Linked DNA regions of Mus musculus: region 2 is linked to region 1. The links are chromatin contacts, called in public ChIA-PET maps. All regions are on one chromosome and are shown on one strand. The core of a region is the stretch at or near the end of the contact, and the rest is flanking DNA. Distances in the headings are between cores, read along the strand shown. Region 1 has its middle 31 kb from the start of Uqcrfs1. Region 2 overlaps Exoc2 (exocyst complex component 2).

The links. ChIA-PET counts read pairs in DNA pulled down with a chosen protein or histone mark.
Region 2: a contact with region 1 is called in an RNA polymerase II ChIA-PET map of memory CD8 T cells, with 69 read pairs. The contact joins two enhancer-like sites. A contact is called at or near these places in 1 of 39 promoter capture datasets (pre-B cells), 1 of 15 datasets of contacts at CTCF or cohesin (large pre-B cells), 1 of 484 Hi-C or Micro-C datasets (B cells), 4 of 115 datasets of contacts at active chromatin or transcription factors (Th17 cells, effector CD8 T cells, large pre-B cells and 1 more) and 2 of 9 other capture datasets (adipose tissue and liver).

The regions. Positions count from the first base shown.
Region 1 is chr13:30,572,844-30,580,369 of GRCm38.p6, reverse strand. No RefSeq gene overlaps it. Among named protein-coding and RNA genes, the nearest start is that of Uqcrfs1, 31 kb to the right of the region's middle. Within about 2 kb of position 4,914, at least 8 of the 459 cell types and tissues checked have an H3K27ac peak or open chromatin away from gene starts, as enhancers often do. A contact at or near this core is called in memory CD8 T cells, where this site is marked.
Region 2 is chr13:30,928,193-30,935,718 of GRCm38.p6, reverse strand. It overlaps Exoc2 (exocyst complex component 2), which reads left to right. Exons shown (of 28, transcript NM_025588.2): 4 at 98-224. Among named protein-coding and RNA genes, the nearest start is that of Hus1b, 16 kb to the left of the region's middle. Within about 2 kb of position 2,543, at least 75 of the 459 cell types and tissues checked have an H3K27ac peak or open chromatin away from gene starts, as enhancers often do. A contact at or near this core is called in memory CD8 T cells, where this site is marked.

The DNA.
Region 1 (7,526 bases), core at 3,665-6,164:
GGGATGAACACTTCCCGGCATCCTAAGTCTCACAGGTCTCACAGAACCTGGATGACCAGCCTTGTCTGGTATTCAATGACACCTGTCTAGAGGTCACAGTTTAGAAGTCAGCACAAAGCAGAAGTTTTATTGTTTTCTAAATTTTTATTAGATATTTTCTTCATTTACATTTCAAATGCTATCCCAAAAGTCTCCTATACCCACCCCCTGCTCCCCTACCTTGTCTGTGGCTTTAATCAGTATAGAGCCAAGCCTTTGGGACCCATTTGGAAGCAGGCTCAGGTCCACCCTCCCTCCTCAGGCACCTGTATCCATGTAGCAAGCCCATCAGGCTGTTCTTAGCTCAGCTTACAGTACCACTAGCTGGACCTCTCTGTTCCCTAGCATGCAGAACTCTGACCATAAGGAGTATCACAAATAAAAGGACACCAGAGAATCTTTGAGAGAGGACTGTCTTTGTTTAAGGTTGGATCACGTGCTGTTTGGATGGGACAGGTGAAGCTAGAAAATGAGTTGCTTGCCCTTTCAGAGATCAGAGAAGTAGAGAACAGGCACAAAGATCTACGGATGGAAAGTGTAGAGTTACTTCACAAGGAACCAAAGTTTGGAGTGAGAATTTTCCAGGCTGAGGCTATTGAGTGACTTCTAAAAATAAGACTGAAAATACCTGTTATGTACTTTGTCCTAATAACCTGTACTGACTCCTACACACATCACTGCCTTGGGGCTTAGAGAGTCCAGGAAGATGGGCCAGGAGCCACTGGCAGGAACACTGTGAGAGCTGGGTGTAAGGGATACAGGAGAAAAACCAGACACCCGAGGCAGAGACCACATCTCAATGTGTGAGTTCCCAAACAGTCCCTGGGGGAGTGAAGGTTTCCCCTAGTATGCAAGATAAGGAATGAGGGAAATTTTGCCTGAGTTTTGAAAGGCAGAGTGGCCTAATCTGATATTTGAGCCACTGTATCAAGCAAATTCCTCATACCAGGAATGTAAATTCCGAAGAAGTTGTAGGACTTCCCTTTTACAGTTAAAAACACTCTTCTGCTTCCACACCCTGGCATGCTTTGGAGGAGGGAATGCTTATAGACAGCTTTTCTTTTTATTCTGTTCCTCGGGGAACTATGCTGCTTGGTGAAGCCATGTCACACAGTACGCAGGAAGTGACAGGCTTTTGGACAAAGATGGGATGTCTGAGCAAGTGCCAAATGCTCGATGGAGAGATAGGGGTTGCTCTCCCAGGTTCCAAGGTTACCACTGTTTCATGAAGAGCTTGTTGAAATCAGGACACTTTTTAAATACACCATTGGAAACATCAGTAAGATGTTGCCTTAAAGTTGTGAAATCTCTGCTGTGGGCCACAGATGTTATCTGACGACATTCTTAGCTTTGGGTTGGTGGAAGCTAGGAGTTGGTTTGTACACTTCAAAGGGATTTACCCAACAGCCACAAGAGTGTTAGGTCACACAAAGAAATGGGCAATGCATAACTATTTGGAGAGCTGATATAACCCCAAATCATTAGGCTCTGAACCTACAATATTTTACCCAGGAAGTCAGACATGTTTAATATGGGTGTGTTTTTTTTTCTAATTTGAATGAAAGTTTCTAGAAAGAAATTGAACTTCTACGAGGCTGATTAAACGATTAGAACTTCAGTAATTATGAAGATATTGGAATGTTGAGAGTCTGTAAACTAATTACAATTTATCTTGAGCTATCTTTAGTCCCATATATTTATCCCTAGACTACTCACGTTTCTTATTCAATACAATAACTAAAAGGTGAAACTAGCAAGATAAGATTAACAGATAAAACATTTTGGGGTGCATTGATTTACCAAAACCCAGCTTTCACCAACCAAAAGGCTCGAAGTGTCAGCAGACAACTTCTGAGGGCTCTAGCGGAAATCCTCACACATACATTTAGCTGTAATCCACCTGCCTAATGCTTCCACTAATGTAATTGAAAACAACCTTTATTCTGTTACTATTAAAAACTTAACCTAAATATTACCATGTAGGTACATGGCATTCAAATAACCTAAATCTGTGTTCCTGGGCCATGGGAACTCATATTTGGCTCCAGAACAGACAATCTCTTATCCCCTTTTGAGGTGAGAGCTGTGGTTTTGCACTGACACTAGAAACTTTAGTTAACTAAAGGTTAGAGAAAAAAGTAAGAGAAAGAAAAAAGAAGAATGAAGGAGGAAGGAGATGAAAAGAGAAGGAGTTAAAGGCAAAGAGGAAGAGGGGGAGGAGGAAGAGGAAGAAGAAGAGGAAGAGGAGAAGGAGAAGGATCAAGATTCTGGCAGACTGGATGGACCCTAAGAAAGATTCATGGAGAAAGTGGGTAACCCTGAAGATTCTGGCTTACCTTTGATGGAGAGGCTCCTGAACTTCTCAGCTACCATTGGAAGACTAAGTTCCTCAGCTGCAAAGTCGAATGAGGACAGGTGGCATTTGAGGACAAGGAGGGTCATTGCTATAGAGTGGTCTCTGAATTCATAGGATAGTCACCAGCATCTCCAACATGATAGCCAAAAATGTGTCTAGATATTGCCACATATATGTTGAAAAGAGAAAGAAAAATTATATCAAAGGGAAAGTCATGTCAAAACGTTGTCCTGAAGCCTGTGGCTTTGAACGTTTTAACAAGTGATAAACTAGAGTACCTATGGCTGTCTGTTCCTGGGAGCAGTGCATGCTGGCAAAAATCAAGGCACAGTTGGTGGCCATCTGCTCAAAAGTGGCAGCTCTAAAAGCCTGACTATATATTACAAACAGTAAGAGGTCTGTATAGCTGGGTATAAATATAACCAATCAGTAGAGAGCCATGAGTGTCAAGACAAAGGATTTGAATTTCTTTTTCCTGCTCACTAGTACATTCCTGATGTCCATTTCAGAAAGATCAATTTGACAATGACATATCCATCAAGTGGGAAGAACAATAGACTTCATGGCCTACTACAGATTGTGGATAGCTTCCCAAGGTCCAGCGTCTTCACATGGTTGTCAAAATTATGTTAAATGACTCATCTTCCTGAGGAAGGATCCTGAAGCTCATATCACCTTCCAAATATTGAGAGATATTGGGCAAGAAAACAGTCATGTATGGATTAAATGTGAGCCAGCAGGTCACAGGACCACAGATATATTCTGGAGGTGTCATTACAACTGTGTCTTCTAGTAGTATTGGCAGACAGCATGTGCCAAGAGAGGGAGAGGAAGTGGGAGAGAAAAAAGCTAATCTGAGAAGTACAGGGAAAGAAGGCTCTCATCATTGCTATGACTTAGTGACAAACCACACATGGTGAAGGAAGCCAGGGGGTGGGTGAGTTAAAGTCCCAAGCCAGAAAGACTAGAGGCAGTACTGGGTGTGGTCGGAGACAGAAAAAGGAAGGGCATTGTGGGTAGCAGGACAATGGTTTTGGATTTCAACACGTTGAGTGGGAGGGACTGAGATGATAGCAGAAAAATATTCATCAGGATCCTGGGGTGGGGTGGGGGACTGGAAATATAGAGCTGACAGATGCAGGAGCAATGGAGAGATGGGCAGACAGGAAGAGGGTCTGTGTAGCTAGTCAACATGGCAACATCATGAGGTAGCCTTCTATAGCTCTGGGTTTGTCAAACTTTCTTTGATGAGATTTTTACTTCATTGAGATGTTGTACAAATTGCTTGATGGCAAGTTAGAGGCTCTGAAAGGGCTTGTCCAATGTTGTTATTATTCATGAGCAACTTTGAGGTTTTACAAGGAAGGGAGAGAAATCAGAGCACTCTCTACCTGGCTCTTTTCATTAGTAAGAACAAATACTGTCCAGAGACTGATGTTTGAGTTTTGTGAAAACAAAACCTAGGCCTATCATTTCAACAAAGCACCCAAAACAGAGGTAGGGCACTAACGAAAAGTCTTCTTTTTATTTATTTTATTTTTGAGAATATAATATATTAAAATATAATTATATATTTGAGATGATAATATACAATATATAATATAATTATACAATATAATATAAGTATAGTTATATTTCCCCTTTCGTCTCCCTCCCCCTAAACCCTTCCAAATACCTCTTCTCACCTTCTTTCAAAATCATGGCATCTTTTTCATTAATTGTTGTTATATACATATATGTATATATATATATATATATATATACATATATATATATATATACATATACATATATATATATACTCCTAATACATAGTTATAAACTGCCCAGTCAAATAGAATGTTATTTGTAGTTATGTTTTCTGCAATACCATTTGGTATTGGATAACTACCAATCAATATGCTCTTCCTTGGGTAAGACTATTATCCTAATAATCTACCCACACATCAATCTCCCCATTCCTCCTCCCACCCATTGTTCAACTTATCTCTCCAGTCCACACACACACATACATTCCTATCAATTCAGGTATTTCCCTCATACATTTTTAAATCTCATAAAATCAAATAATACCAATTTTGTCTAGATCTGATCTCTTAGAGGCAATCTTCTCTGCAGATTCAGAAACTGAGCCAGATAGTAGAAACTAGTCATTTGATCAAAAGAGGCCTTAGGACCACATAGAAGAGTAGAATTGGTCCAATACAACCTCAAAAATTTCAAGTTATGAGAAGTTAAATGTATTTAAGTGTTCCTTGAACTTGAATTAAAATTTCCCTTTCTCACAGGCCTCTGTTCTGGAAGGAAAGTCACACGATAGTTTTCTGTAATGCATTTACCAGTGTCTGCCCCACCTACACCCAGGACATGGTTCATCTAAGTGATAATAGACTTAAATGGTGGAACTCAACATACTTTGCTCATTACAACTTATGTGGTTTGGGGTTTTCTTGAGCAAGACAGCAACAACTATACACTGTGATGTTGCGAGGTTCCGTGGTTCAAGAAAACACACATGCTGAGGCTGAAAGGAAAGACAAGTTCTCTCGATACGGAAAGGTTCTGCCCCCCATGTGGCAATGGGGGGCGCTTGAAGTGTAAGCTTTCTGTTTTCTTTTCAAGAGTCTCAAGATTTGTGAGTTCCCAGCATACTTTCAGAGGTTTTTCAATGCAGAAGAGCCAACATTATTCATTCTATGGCCACCCTTAGGGAACAAATGAGCTGGGCCACCAAACTTGATGCTGGAGTCCCACTGAAAAGGCCTAAATTTGTGGTACATCCCCTGCCTTATAGCTGAATTCTCTACTAGATCCCATGGGATGGCCTGTAGAGTCTACACTCAGCAGGAACCTTTTATGGCATAGAAAAATGTTAGATAATGTTAATGACATACAGCTGCTTATAAACATGGACAGATAATCCGGAATCATTTTATGTCAACGCAATATGACAAAGACATATACCAGAATGTTTAGAGACAATATGCTTTCATCTGGAAGCTTTGTAGTTTACATTCACCACTGCGCCTGACACATTAGGAGTCATGTTTGCTTTCAGGCATGAGGTGCTACAGACATTCATCTTTTGTATGTGAATATGTGATAAAAGGCTGAGGAGATAGCTCAGTGGTAGAACACTGGTCTAACCTAGATTGGGTCCTGAGCGTGAAAATGGATATATACTATTTTATTGTTAAGACTCTTTTGTTCCTAAAGCCATGTTAAAAGTAAATTGACTCTATTTGAGAGAATCTGCTTCTGGGGAGTTTTTTTTTTGGGGGGGTGGTGTTTCTGGTTTCCTGTTTTGTTTGCTTTTTAAGACAAGGTTTCTCTGCGTAGCCCTGGCTATCCTGGGACTCAGTCGGTAGACCAGGCTGGCCTAAGACTTAGAGATCTGCCTTCTAAGTTGTGCCACTACCACCTAGTTGGAGACTTAAAAAAACAAATAAGAAAAAAACCCATTTGTCTGCCTTCAGTCAAACATCATCCATTTTTAGTAACTTTGTGCATAATAATTCTAAAACACATTTGTACATCCTTAAAAGTAACCCCCTCATTTATTTAGATTTTCTGAAACATTTCAAATACTAGGTTCTTGGAGGTGCTATGACATCTCCACCTGGCATCTCATCACGCATGCTCTGATGTGGTCCTTAGCAGCACTAGTGGGAATTCCATCATCCTGGGGCTCTCATGCCTTCTTCCCAGTTCTAGGAGCAGCTGTCTTAGACCATCCATGTACTTGTCCCATCAAAACCCCTGTCGTTTTCACTGAAGAAAACCACATAGTGAACAGTGACTGTCACCAGGTGCCTGGTTTACGTGTCCTCACAGGGATTCAGGGTGGAGTCTGCCCTAGATGTCCCACAATCAGATGCACCACAGTGAAGCAGCTCAGCTGGGCAGCCTGTATTCATTGACATTTCACTTTTTTACATGGAAATCAACATAGTAGAATTTTGGAAATCAATTATGTCAATTTTATCCCCTAATTGCTTTGCAACATTGGGCAATTAAATGTTCTAAAGAGAGTTAGAGTTCTTCTGGGTCCTGGCTCTTCATTAATAGACAGAAAAAAAAAAAGAAAGAAAGAAAGAAAGAAAGAAAGAAAGAAAGAAAGAAAGAAAGAAAGAAAGGATAAAAAAGAAAAGAAAGGAAAGAAGAAAAGAGAAGAGAAAAAAGAAAAGAAAAGGAACGAGTACCTTAAAGAATATAGGGGAGGGGGAAAGCTGCAAGGAGGGGGCTGCAATCTGGATAGAAAGTAAATAGATAGATAGATAGATAGATAGATAGATAGATAGATAGATGAAAATAACCATGAAAGGCAAAATAAATAAATAAATAACAAATAAATCTGGATAGAAAGTGAATAAATAAATAAATAAATAAATGAAAATAACCATGAAAGGCAAGAGAAAGAAATAAATAACAAATACCCCTTAAAGTGCCTATAGTTTCAGGAAGAAAAACAAAACAAGGAAGAAAATCTAGCCCTACAAAGAATCGATGAATCTATTGCAGGTGCCACAAGCCATCGCATGAGACACAAACATAGAACCAGGTCTCTGCAAATGTCAAGAAAGCCCAGGTGTCTGGAATAAAAGAATGAGCGTTCATCTGCTGATTCATGTTACGAATATAAAGGGCTGGGGAGATTTTCTCAGCCTCATTAATATGCTGAGGGGCTTGAGAGTCAGATGAGAAAGGAAATATCAGAGCAGAAAGGGGGACGGAAACCCCAGCAGATGTGCAACAGGGAAGTTACCCTGTGAAACCTGCAGGGTGCAGCTCTTACTGCTCAGGCATCTGGAAGACTGCTTCCCTGTTTTAGGGAATTGACTCTATCTATGTGTAGGAGTCCTTCCTCAGGGGGGCTGCCCCAAGATCTGCATTTAAAATTCACTAGGTAGATTGCTATTCTTCTAACCGAGATCTCAGACAGCAAATTGATTTAGGCTTTATGCTCAGGAGTGATTATGATTTAACCCAAATAGGAGGAAACAACATTTATAGATGATTTATATTATGTTTCAGACAGCTAAGCATAATATAGGTATGTATTTATTTGTAGATGATTTAGTATGTCTCAGACAGCTAAGCATAATATATGTATGTACTTATTTTTTTTTCC
Region 2 (7,526 bases), core at 1,294-3,793, 360 kb before region 1:
GCTGTAGTATCCTTAAGTCTCTTACAAAATAAAGCACTGTGGTGAGATGTCAAGGCACCTGGAGAGTCTCTGTCTTACTGAGTGCATATTCCTACAGGCATTTTAGATCAGTCTGCAGTGTGGGTGGATGAAATGAATTATTATGATATGCGGACTGACAGGAACAAAGGGATTCCTCCCTTGTCTCTCCGTCCTGCGAATCCTCTTGGCATTGAAATTGAGAAGTAAGTACCATTTGGTTCTTTAATTTTACCGTCTAAGAGTTTTATGTTCTTGAAGTGGAGGGATTCATATTTAGGGATATCCCACATGGGTCATTTACTGTATTATTTATTTTGATTATTAACTTTTTATTTTTATGGTAATATGTATGAGGCTTAACAAGTTTTGCTTCAGTCAGTGGTTTCACAGATAAAAATCTTTGACAAATTTATTTTAGTTTTTTTGGAGGAGTTTACATTGTATGATAAAGAATGTTTTGAAATTTTAATAACTACTGTGCTTTGGTTTTGGGGGTTGACTGTGGGATGTGTGACTCTTACATGATAGGCAAGTAAGGTGGACACTACAGAGGAGTCCCCCATCCCATAACATACTCTTGATTAATGATATAAGCATCAGTACATTTTCATATGTTTAGATAGAATTTGAAATCAGTAGAATTATCTATTCATTTGCTTCAGTTTCCTAGAAATATTTTAGAATAATTTAGTCCAAAGGGATCTTTTGTTTTTGATATGTCCTGCCTAAATTCTTACTTAAGGCAGCCCTATTTAGCTTTATTTATCAGAATTGTGCCAGTTAGTTATACATTTTTTCATAAGTGAATTTAATGTTTTGTTCTTATATTCCCAAGTATGACCAACTTTTTTCATATATCTTAAGCAATTCATCTGATATATTAATTTTATATAATTTATTTTCTGGCCTTAATAATTCTGACTACAGAGTTACGTGATGGGTGTTGCCTCATGAACAGTCATAGAAGGTAGCAAGTTAGTTCTAGTAACGTCTTACCCAAATCTGCGTGTTTCGTTTTCTAAGAATGAGGACCATTTTTTCCCACTAACCTTTAACTACCTAACCTTCATGTCTACATCAAAGATCATTAATACTTTTGAGAGCAAAGCGCATTTTCACTGCTATGGTGTCCCTGCTCAGGTGGATACAAGGGGCCCATTTTGGGTAGGAATTGTTTGTTGAAAAACCCTAGAGTGTAGGAGCTTTTAGTGAGCTTGGGATGTCTAGGTAGCATCTTTAAAGCAGGGGCATTCTAAAACTGTCTCAATGATATTTGATACCCTGTCAATTAAAATCAGGACAGTTCAAACTAGAAGGGTAAAGGGTGGGTGTGTGGGAGCACACTGTCAACTATGCATACATAGGCTTGCAGTTGATAGAAAACCCATGAAGGGCCTGCATCAAAACTCCTGAATGTTAGCTTCTTCTTGATGCTGCTGTGAAGTACGGGAAGGAGGGATCATTCTGACTGCTCTTCCTTAGCCTTTACAGGTGAAGGAGACCAGGGCGATGCACGTGCTCTATAGGGGCGTGAGTCAGACCACCTGTGCTAGACAGGGTTCCTACTGCTGGGATAAAACACCACGGCCCAAAGCCACTTGGGGAAGAAAGGGTTTATTTTATCTTACCACTCTTAGTTCACAGTCTGTCACTGGGGAAATCAGGACAGGAACCTGGAGGTAGGAGTTGATGCAAAGGCCATGGAGGAGTGCGGCTTACTGATTTGCTCTGCAGTTTGCTAAGCCAGTTTTCTTACAGCACCTAGGACCTCCAGCTGTTGTGTGACAGAACATTTTTAGAGAGACAAGTTACGTGTCTACTCATGCCAGATAGGAATCCCATGACAGGCCAAAGTATGGCTATCACCAGTCCAACTGGTGAACCAATGAGTTTTAATGGGGTTACTTATAGGAATATGGCTAGAAGGGGTTACTCATAGGATCAGAAGTGACTCAAAGACAGCTGTTTCACTAAAGCCCACCCCAGCATGGGTAACAGCTCACAAGGCTAGGAACCTGGAATATTGCACAGCCTGCGGGCAGCTCAACAGGTTGTAGAGTGTTCTTTCTGGGCGATAAGTTTGTCCAAACCTCTTCTAGGTAGCTTAGCTTGTTTCTGCTTCTTCCAGGCAGCTGTTCTAGTCTCAGAGTCTTCTTTTCAGCTCATCCTCACTTTGGGAGAGAGTCTCAGCTTTAATGCTTACTCTACCTCATAGGAGCCTAGTGAATCTGGTCAATTTCAGGGACTTCCTAAAGCTATTTTGCATTGTTTACCTTTCTGCTTAAGGAACTTGAGGGTGGAATGTTTTAATGTTGGAGAAAACTGTTATATAGACACCAGCCCAACTCAGTATCACCCATAATAGGCAGGGCCCTATGCCTTGCCTACAGACCGATTTTATAAAGGCGTTTTCTCGTTTGAGAGTCCCTGTTCTCCAGCTTGTGTCAAGTTGACACAGAGCTGAGCAGCATAGCAGCCAGTGCTCATTGTCGTAGTTGCTACTTTCACTTTCATTCTGACAGATGTTTTTTCCATAGTTCTTACTGCCTCGTCCTCTTCTTACCTTTTGGCCTTGTGCTGCTAGCCACAGAGCAGTTTGATTCGAACCATCTCTAGTGGCATTGTAGTCAGGAAGGCAGGCAGAAAAAATGGCATGACAAAAGGACTTGACTTGCTTTGGAATTTCTTTATATTTCTCTTAAGAGGTAGTGTTCTGTGACTTGGAGCCAAACTCTGGCTTTGAATTCGGCATGCAGGGCGGACTGCTGCCCACTTGAGGTCTGGCCTAGGTTTCTTAGGTTTTTCTCGTGGGCTCTTGTGAGGGCTGTACATGAGGACAGGTGAGCGCTGCAGCCATAATGGCTTGTGTGCTTAGTGATACCTTGCTTCTCCCTGACTCAGAACAAAACCTTCTAAGTAAATAGTGTAATTTCATTCTGTTGCTATGATAAAATGTCCTGACCAAACGCAACCTAGGGGAAAAAGAGTTTGTTTGACTTAAAATTCTAGGTTATAATATATTATTGTAGGGAAGTCAAGGCAGGAATGGAAAACATCCTATCCACAGTCATGGATGAAGTAAGAAGGCTTCCTGCTCAGGACTCCTGTAGCTCACTCTTAAGCAGCCCAGGACCCAGCTCAGGGCATGGTACCACCCACATTCAAGGGGTTCTTCCCACCTCCTTTAACAATTAAGACAGTTCCCAACAGACATGCCTACCAGCCAACCAGTCTAGATCATCCCTCTGTCAGAGCCTTTCCAAGATGATTCTCGGTTGTGGCAAGTTGACATTTAAAACTATCACAGTTAAGTTTATATAATAATAAATTGTGTTAAAATTAAAAAATAAATATTATCTAGTCAAACAGGTTTTCTCTCCTTCCCTGTCTTCTTCTACTGCTCCTTCCCTCCCACCTAAGACAGCTACAAAGATTTTCCTGACTTCTGTTACAGGAGGATTTGTTTATCCTTTTGTTGTGCCTGAGGCTCTATCCTGAGTTGCACCCTGGCCCAGGTACAGAAAGAGTGAGGGAAAGGAGAGCCAGAGAGTCAGACATTAGTGAGAGTCTGGCTTCCTAACATACTTAATATTTTTTAGTAAAATCCTTTTGTTCCCCTAATAATGTTGCATTCGGATTAGAATCCTTACTGCCTTTCATTTTACTAATGTCCTGTATGAATTTCTAAAATCATTAAAAAAATTAAATTGTTGGATGAAGAGCATGGAGATCTTAATATTATTTGCTAGTGTAAAAGTAGTAATTAACAAGGTCTGAAGAAGTATAAATGCATCTCGTAAAATAATCACTTGTGGTCCTGGTGACTTGTCAGACTAGTGGGAGGCGGCCTTTGGAAGATGAGTCAGCACTCAGTACTTGCCTGGGAATGTGAGGTTCACTACAGCCGACTTAGGTGTGCAGTGGAAGGGTGGGGAGTCCTGTGGTGCTGTGCCTGGGTTCTTTGTGAAAAAGCAAGTGAAAATAACATAATATAGGCTCCTTGATGCTTTTGGTATGAGTCAGGTTTTAATATATTTTATTGGTAGACTCAGCATGCATGCCGTCATCTTTCAGCCCCACAAGTTTTTAACAATTGGCATTTATTGGTGCCTTTGACTGTTAAAGTCCTTCATGTTCCTAAATTTTTAACTGATGTTTTTGCACACATGGTGCCATGGCACTTATAAAAACGTTACTAATTGCTCTGAAAAGGTAACTTCGCTTTTACTGAGACTAGGCTGCGCTTGTAAAAGGTCTGTATTTCTGATTTACTGTGCTGAGTGTCACAAATACATATGTTCTTGCTTGGTTCCAGTTATAATGGATACAAACTATTTAAGCTGTAAAAGAAGATAAAAATAGGCTCATATTAAGTGAAAGTCCTCAGTAGATTTTGTTTCTTGAAAGTCCTGTTTGCCTAAGAAGAATGTTCTTCAAGAAAGCCTTGGCAGGGCACTGGTATGAAGTGAAGGCAGAGGCATGGAGCGTGGCTCCTGTTCTCAATCACCTCCCACTTTTTGAGTGAGCTGTTACTAGGGGTTGGTGTCTTAAGTATTCAGTTGGTACATAGATATTATCTGTTTTATTTCTACGTGGATTTTGGGCAGTGTACATCCGGCTCTAGTCTTATTGAGTCACATTTCCAACAGAAAGAAACAGTGACTAGTTTTCCCAGTACGTTTAGAAATCTGCCTTTACAAAAAAAGACAGGGTGACAGCAGGGTCATTCCTAAGAAGATCATAGAAGTGTCTCATTTAACTTAGAATTTTGTAAAAAGTAGATTGGTGGGCTATGGTACAGTGTGCAAGTCCAGAAACTATGCCTTATTTTAAAATAAAAAATTTCCCCTAATTTTAATGTAACATTTGTAAATTATGTTGTTGAAATTTAAAGCTGAACGAAATAAGCATGGCGCATTGCCTTCAAAGCGCAGCATCCGTTCTTTAACGTCCAGCAGCCTCCTGCTCTCCAGTGCTACACCCTGAGGCATGCGAGCACACAGCATGCTTTCTGGTACGTGTGTGCTTTATAGACATCCCTGCTGTATGCCTGTCTACTCAGGTGCCCTTTCTAGAAGGATGAAGTCTGAGTTGACACTGCCATCCACCAGAAACAGGGCAGCCGGTGTGAGTAGTGTCTCACTGCTTTGCTTCTGTCTTGAGAGTATCCGTGAGTTTTCATGGCGCCTCCCGGTTTCTCCCTCCCATCTCAGTGGGGAAAGTGAGTGCAGGTGGAGTCTGAACACTCATCTGCTCCCTCTCTTAGGGATCCCTCATCTCCGCGTGTGCCCTGGGAGTCCTGGCCTGAGTCAGCTGCACTTGGCAGCCCTCGCTTCTATTTTACAATTTCTAGATACACAGGTTAAAGATCAGTCTATTTTAGCTTATTTTTAAGGCTAGATTATTAAGTCAAGATGCCTTCAGCTATAGATAATGGGGAATGCCAATTTATTTGTCTTAAACAAAAAGGATATTTCTTTTTTTGCAATGTATAAAATTCAGGGGTGACACACTCTTAGTCATGCTACTGAGATTTGTGAAACTCAGGTTTGTTCCTCTGGTAAACCAGCTTCCTTCATAATTACAAAAGTTTTTCACAATTCCTGGTGTTGAAACTTGGCATAATGATGTGCAGGGGTAAACGAATAGCTTTTTTCCGAGTTCTCTTTAGAAGGGAGATCTTTCCCAGGAAGATTCTCATCAGCCTGTCTCAGACGTCACTGATCTGAGCAGGGTTGCTAAGTAAAGGGTAAAGCAAGCAGCACGTACTTGGCCCCCAGTGCAGATAGATGCTAGACTAGTGCTGTGTGGAGTGTCCCAGGAGTGGCAGCCCCATGTACGTAAGCGTAAGGAGGAAGAGAACACATCTAAAGGCCCTAGATGGAGGTCGCTGAAAGCCACCCTCAGGGAACATGTGAAATGCACACCTGGCTCAAATGGGGTTTAGTACTCACTGAGCAGAGCACAGGCCTCCGGTGGCAGTACTGGCGATGACTCTGGAGTGACCCGGCTTCCTCTCTTTTCATCCTGCCCTAGCCCTGGACCTGGAGTTTTAGAGCAGAATTACCAGGACCTGTAACCAGCAGGTAGCTTTAGCTACTAACACCAGTAAGTAACTCTTTAAAGACAGTAGCATCAGAGGCCACCAGCATGCCACGTGTGGCTGTTGTAAAGAGTGTGGAGTGTCACTCTCCTAGAAAAGCCCATCTCATACTTGCTCACATGCCTTACGCTCTTCATGAGCTTGGGATTTCTGTTGAAGGTGTGTCTTAACAAACCTGCCACAGGAGGCCTGTACTCTGCTCAGGATCCAGTGTTATCTGGGCTAAGGTTTTAAAAAATGTCAGGGAGCTCCTTAGGCTGCTGCAGTGACTGTCTCAGGTCCTGTTACCTCTGACAGAACCACATTGGGAAGGACAGATAAGACATTGGTCTCAAGTCCGTTTTCAGATAACTGGCATGTACTTGAGGATTAAAAGAAGGCAGGATTGGGGTGAGGGGTAATAGGTGTGTATGATTTAGTAGTCCTTGCCAAGGTGTGCTCTCAATGGTCACTCTCTCAGTTTAGATTCTGTATGTTTGTTGAAGAAGTTCTTGTTCTGTGTGGTGCTTTGAATAGGAATGCCCCCCCCCCCCAGACTCATGGGTTAGAATGCTTGGTCCATATTTGGGGAATGGCACTAATAGGAGCTGTAGCCTTCTTGGAGAAATTGTGTCACTGTGGAGGCTACTGTGGAGGTTTTATTTGCTCAAGCTAGGCCTTGTGTGGCAGTCTCTGTCTGCTGCCTATGGATCAAGATGTAGGACTGTCAGCCCCTTCTCCAGAACCATTCTGCCTGTGTGCTGCCATGCTACCCTCCATGATGATAATGGACTAAAACTCCCGCCCCAGTTAAATGTTTTTCTTCGTAACAGTTGCAGTGGTCATGATATCTCTTCACAGCAATAAAGCCCTAACTAAGCCACTCTGTGAGTGGGCCAGTCTGGTTCTTATAAGGTGATGACTTTAGTGTGAGTGTGCAGCCTTGCTGTCATGAAGAACTGCACTTGTCTGGGGTGGTCTGTCCAAGGTAACTAAAAATTTAAGTTAGGACTTCTGTGCCTTCTGTAATCCTGTGAGTGAGGAATCAATGTAAAACCAGCCTTTAAGTGCCTGAAATAGCCTACAGTGTGATACAGTAACTAACAGAGGAAGGGTGAAAGCCTGCCCCCGTCTGCCCCCATAGCAGTCAGCCTGTCAACTATTGGTCATGGCTAGGAAACAGAAGCAAAAATATGACCTTGGGGTGAAGATGAAGCTTTGGTCATGGTAGGCTGCTCAGCATGTGGGAGCTGTGGATGTGGTACTTGGATACTAAGGCTCTAGACGCGCGCAGAAACCCTTGAACTGCCTCGTCTTCTTTTAGTATAGGGTTGCTTCTCATTGAGAGCATGCAAAGGTGTCCGACCGTAAAGGGGCATTCTCTTTAAATTGTATAATTTTGCTTGTGCAGTCTATCAGGGCT